Regions from separate parts of the Rattus norvegicus genome. Here region 1 is linked to region 2. Evidence: chromatin contacts called from public Hi-C data. All regions are on one chromosome and are shown on one strand. Each heading gives the region's core, a stretch centred on a gene start, on an enhancer-like site or on the middle of the called end of the contact. The rest is flanking DNA. Distances are from core to core; before and after follow the strand shown.

Region 1 (2,700 bases), core at 140-2,639, 130 kb before region 2:
TTGACAGAGTCTCACAACCACGACTACAGTCGAGATGCAGGACAGGCTGTGATGTTACAGTTAAGATCTTCTAGCTCCCACCCTGGCCACCGTAATACTTTCCATTCCTTGTAGTTTTGCCTTCCCCGCAGTCTCCTGTAAGTGGAAACCTACAGAAGGAACATTCACACTCACAGTCTATCAGTTCTGCCTCTCGGGAGTCCTTGCCTTACATACTGTGCCCCTGCTACGGAAGAACTCATTGCTTCAGGAAGCCAAGCTACAAGCCAAGTGATTACAGACATGGTGTCAGTGCCTTGCTGGCGCCATCCTAAACCCAGCTCACCCTAGGACACAGAGAGAGAGACAGAGAGAGAGACAGAGACACACACAGAGAGAGAGAGAGAGACAGAGAGACAGAGACAGAGAGAGAGAGACCACCCAGACTTGCTCTCTCCTGGGCAGCTGCTACAGGAGAAATGCTTGCAGATTACCTGTTTATGTTCTTGGCCAGGTGTTGGCAGGAGGCAGTGGGGGTTTCTACTCCAGGACCAGCTGCGGCGGAAGCCAAGGCTGCATGTTCTGAGGCCACAGGAGCAAGACTTGCATGGGCAGCAGATGGGGAGGTGCTGGGGGCACAATAGGAGAATTATTCCAAATGGAATTCGGCTCCTTAATGGCACATTCATCCGTCCTTTCTCACCCCACCCAAACCACCCACATTTGTGGAGTGGACTATTTAAAGACATAGCACACTGCTCTCCTTGGGCTCCCACCGACTTAGACATGGTGGAGGTCACAGCCTCTAGTTCCATTTCCTCCCTCATTCGACTGCAAAAATAAAATAAAATAAAGTGTGGGGATTCATTAACTGCTCAAGTGTTGCAAACCCTGGGTATTTTCTTATCTGAGGTTTGCTTGAAGATTTTTATGGAAAAGTATTCTAGCAGTTTGGGGCATGCAATGAAATTCTGAGTTGAAAATTAAAACAAAATTCTGTAAACTCTCCACAACTCGCCCCCAAATTTCAAATGGCAAGAGCCATTGGGTCACTCAGGGACCCGTATGGGGTGGGGGAGGGGTCTAGGTGACAGCTCTGACTAGGACCCAGGGTTATGCAGACAAGCACCCTTCATGTGGTAGACGTCTGCCCCCTCCTGGTCAGCCAGGGGACCTGCCAGTGTGCAGGGGCCTCCCAGGATGCACCTGGAAACACAGGTCCAAAGCCAAAAGGCACAAGCATGAAGCCTAAGAGGTTCTTAACTATCAGCTTTGGCAAAAAGCAAGGCATCTACAGCTTGGGAACTGGTTTTCAAAGCAAGTGACTCCCAGCCCCTGCAACCAGCCACACTGCTGTCAGCCGGGAGCTGGTCGGCTGACAGCCTCTCAACAGCCAGTTTGGAGTTTGATGACTCAGAAGCAAGGCCTGAGACCCAGGCTGCAGGGGCAGCTGGAGTTTGAGGTTTTGTGGTGTGTGTGGTGCAGGACTCCTTCTTTAGGGGAAAACAGCCATAGAACACTGGTTCCCGAGTCACCATGCTACGCTTAGAGCCGGCCTTTCAGGCTCTGCCTCCACATCAAGCCTGGCCCTGGAAGACAGCAGCCACTGCACTAGTTGTCCAAACCCTAAGCCCTGGAAAGGGAGTCTCACGCCTACTTAAGGCCCTGTGGCGATTTAGCAGGCTCCACAGAATCAACCCCAGCTTTGCCCTTCCCTCCCTTCATGGCTCTGCCCAGCCTCTTTTGTTCCCATAGCAGGCCTAACTCCCGGGCAGGCAGCTCCTCCCTTGGTAAAATAGCAATCCTTCACCCTCTCGTGTCTAGCCCACTTCCTAACAGAGTCATAGAAGCACCTCCATGCCTTACTGTGGCTGCCCTTGTCCCCAGCTTTCTCTAGGAACATGGACCGTGAAAACCAGGAACCTACAAGACTGATCAGAACTTGATAATTAACGAGTTAGAATATTTCAGGTCTGGAACTGAATTCTCTTGAGCTATCTTAGCTTATAAATAGACATTTACTACCCACCTACGTGGTGATCCAACATCCTAGAGACTGAGGTAAATCTTTTGGAATATACAGGCAGGCCTCTAGCTTCCTTCCACCAACCCAGAAGCTAACATAGCATCCGAGGCTGTAACAAATGTCCCCACTTTGCTGTACCTGCCTACCTAATGTTCCCACCAATGTACTTGAAAATTGTCTTGATTCATGACTTTCTCTGGTCTGTTACTATAGAAACATCATGAGGCTACATCTACATTGAAACACAGAATTTGGGTTAACCTAAAAAAAAAACTTTTATTTTATTCTTATTCGCTTTGATGTGGGAGCTGTGGTGGTTTTTGTCTGTTTGTTCTGGTGTGTAAATGTATGTGCATGTGTGCATGCATACATGTGCTTGTGTGTACACACATGCATTTGCCATAGCACACACATGTGGATATCAATGGACAACTAGCTCCGACTGCCAGGCTTCATAGCAAGTGCCTTTACCTGCTAACCACGAGCTGTGCTTCCTCACTGACAGCACCCACGTCTGCGCTATGCTCCCCAGTGATCCAGCATCCAGACAGGCTATGAACACGAAGCATCATCATCCCCCATGAAAAGAGAGCCCGTAAAGTCCATGGGCTGAGAGAGTGTGTCAGCAGCAAACTCGGTATGAACTGAAAGCCCCGTTACCAGTTCCTCAAGGGCCCCACAAAGTTGGGGGTGGA
Region 2 (2,700 bases), core at 58-2,557:
CTTGTTTCTTCAGAGGCTCAAGAGGCAATGATTTTTTTTTTAGATTTATTTATTATATATGAGTGCAGTGTAACTGTCTTCAGACACACCGGAAGAGGGAATCAGATCTCACTTACAGATGGTTGTGAGCCACCAATGTGGTTGCTGGGATTTGAACTCAGGACCTCTGGAAGAGCAGTCAGTGCTCTTAACCACTGAGCTGTCTCTCCAGCTCAAGCAATAGTATTTCAATAGCAATGAGCTTACTAGGCTTTAGATCTTGGTTTCAAAATCCACTCAGTCCTTGGGAGGTGGTCAGATTCAGGAGGATCAGGAACTCAACATTTTCTTCAGCTACACGGTCAGTTTGAGGCCAGCCTGGGTTACATGAAATCCTATGTGAGAGGGAGGGATGGAGGAAGGGGGTGGGGAAGTGGGAGGGTAGATTACCTCAGGATCCCTAAGGTGCATAAAAACTGGTGCCTTGGCAGTGTGGAGCTATAATCCCACTGCGGTGGAGGTGAAGACAGGAAAATCCCTGGGTCTTGCTGGCTATCTAAGTCCTGTCAAAACGATGAATTTCAGGTTCAGCTAGAGACAACGTATGGTAAAAAATGTGGAGAGTGGGCTGGAGAGATGGTTCAGAGGTTAAGAGCACTCGTTGCTCTCACAGGAGTACGGTTCCATTGCCATCATCCACTGGGAAGCTCACAGACCCTTCTTTAATGCTGGTTCCAGAGGGGGTTTGCACGTCCTATTCTGACATTTGAGGGCACTGAATGTATTTGGTATAAAATGTGCACGCAAATAAAACACGTATACACGAACAACAAATCTTTAAAAATTCGTGGAACTGAGAGAGGAAGATCCCCCTGAAGCCAACTTCCGGTCTGCACCCGCAGATGCACACTTGTGCATGTGTATCTTTGCACAGAGCACGCACACACACAAGCACATGGAATGAAAAGTATACATGTATCTTTGAAACCATATTGCATATAATTATCTTTCTCAGATCTGTTATAGGGTATTTGTAGTTAGTGAATCAGCTGTGAACATGCCGCAGTGGTGCAGATATCTAGGATGCTTAACTGTTTATTATGATACAGCCAAGGAACTCTGTTTTGTTTGCCGTGTCCTCCCCAAGGCCAGAGGATCCAACGAGACAATGGGAAGATGTATGGCTAAGTGGGGGTGGGCATTAGGACCAGAGATCCAAAGTCCAACGTCTCTTGCTTGCAGTGTGGAGTAAGCCAGTGCCAGGCTCATACACAGCCAACCCCGCCGCCGACCTCCAGGCCACAGGCGTCGCTGTGCTCTCGCGCGCCAGCCGGGGAGCTGCGTTGCGCCTGGAGCCGGCGCTCGAGCCCAGCCGGGGGTTTCAGTTTCTGGCGCGAACTTCCGCCGCTCCGAAGTTGCAAGGCGAATTGGCGCGATGTCTGGGGACAGCAGCGGCCGCCGGTCTGAGGGCCGGGGCCGGGGCCGCGACCCGCACCGGGATCGCACCCGTTCCCGTTCCCGCTCGCGGTCCCCGCTGGCCCGCCGCGGCGCTGCGCCGGAGCGCAGGGAGGCAGCGGAGCGCCCGAGCTTGGAGGACACCGAGCCGTCTGATTCAGGCGACGAGCTGATGGACCCGGCCTGCTTGGAGGCCGAGTACGACCAGGGCCTGTGCCGCCAGATCCGCCATCAGTACCGCGCTCTCATCAACTCCGTCCAACGTAAGGTGGCGCTTTGGGGCTGCGCGGGCCAGCGGCGTTCCGTGGCTGGGGAGGGCCGCGAAGGTGCGGGCGCTGGCCGGTCTGCGCGGGCTCGCGGCGGCGCGCCTTCGCTTGTTTATTAAGTGCACCCTAGGCGACCTTGGCGTTGGGCGCCGCCAAGCTCTGTTGCTGGCTGGAAAAGCGGGAGATCAGACCTGATGATGACTTGCTTGAGCTCAGCCAGCCAGTAGGGAAGGCAAGCAAATAACACCAGGTGCTTTTTGTTCAACCTAGCTTGCTCCTTGTGGGCCCCTGAGGTTGGAATTGCTAAGATGCACATTTCCCCGCCCAGCTCAGATGCACTGAATCAGAGATGCTGAGTAGGCCCAAGCGTTTGTTGTGTGGCTCTTCAGGTGGGCCTTGAGAAGTTGACAATCACTTCTTAATCGAGCCCTTGTATTGGGGCGCAGAAGAGTCATCCCTTTGGAGTAAGATTACATACGGGAAGCCAGTGTTAACTGTCAAGAGATCAAGTTTTGGGGTCTGGGGAGATGACTGAGTCTCGGCAAACCATAATAACCTTAGTTAGATCCCCAGGAGCCCCCTAAAGTGTCCCCTAAGAATAGTGGTGCAAACGTGCATCCTCAGCTGTGGGGAAGCAGAGTCCATGGGTCCCTCTGGCCAGCCCACCCAGCCTTCTTGGCTAGTTCCAGGTTAGTGAGACCCTGTCTCAAAAGGCAAAGATAATGGTACGCTGAGGGAACTACATCTAGGGTTGTCCCCAGGCCTTTTGCACACACAAAAGCCGCTTGAAACAGTAGCATTAAAGCCTCTTTCTGTAAAAGATAAAGCCTCTTTCTGTTAAAGAGATTAAGACATTCTAATCATTACCCAGGAAGTAGGAGCGGGACTGTAAGCGGCTACTTATTAGCGAAGGATGTGCACGGTCCCCTAAGTTTGTGTTCTTTTAAATAGAAAACCGGGAGGACATACTGAATGCTGGTGACAAACTAACAGAGGTCCT

The links. A called contact is a pair of places that touch in the nucleus more often than the background predicts.
Region 1: a Hi-C map of Schwann cells shows a contact between it and region 2, with 2.9 times the contacts expected there. The contact joins the enhancer-like site here to the promoter of Nsmce4a in region 2. A contact is called at or near these places in 7 of 12 Hi-C or Micro-C datasets (the A7r5 cell line, the Rat2 cell line, Schwann cells and 4 more) and 1 of 1 datasets of contacts at active chromatin or transcription factors (oligodendrocytes).

What each region holds. Positions count from the first base shown.
Region 1 is chr1:194,665,245-194,667,944 of GRCr8, reverse strand. LOC103691241 (a long non-coding RNA gene) reads left to right here. Exons shown (of 4, transcript XR_005499490.2): 4 at 2,511-2,655. It also overlaps a transcript of Tacc2 not described here. Among named protein-coding and RNA genes, the nearest start is that of Tacc2, 19 kb to the left of the region's middle. Within about 2 kb of position 1,389, at least 16 of the 93 cell types and tissues checked have an H3K27ac peak or open chromatin away from gene starts, as enhancers often do. A contact at or near this core is called in Schwann cells, where this site is marked.
Region 2 is chr1:194,538,063-194,540,762 of GRCr8, reverse strand. It overlaps Nsmce4a (NSE4 homolog A, SMC5-SMC6 complex component), which reads left to right and starts at 1,307. Exons shown (of 4, transcript NM_001106301.1): 1 at 1,307-1,697; 2 at 2,652-2,700. The coding sequence starts at 1,415. LOC134483930 (a long non-coding RNA gene) reads right to left here. Exons shown (of 2, transcript XR_010061141.1): 2 at 1,046-2,157.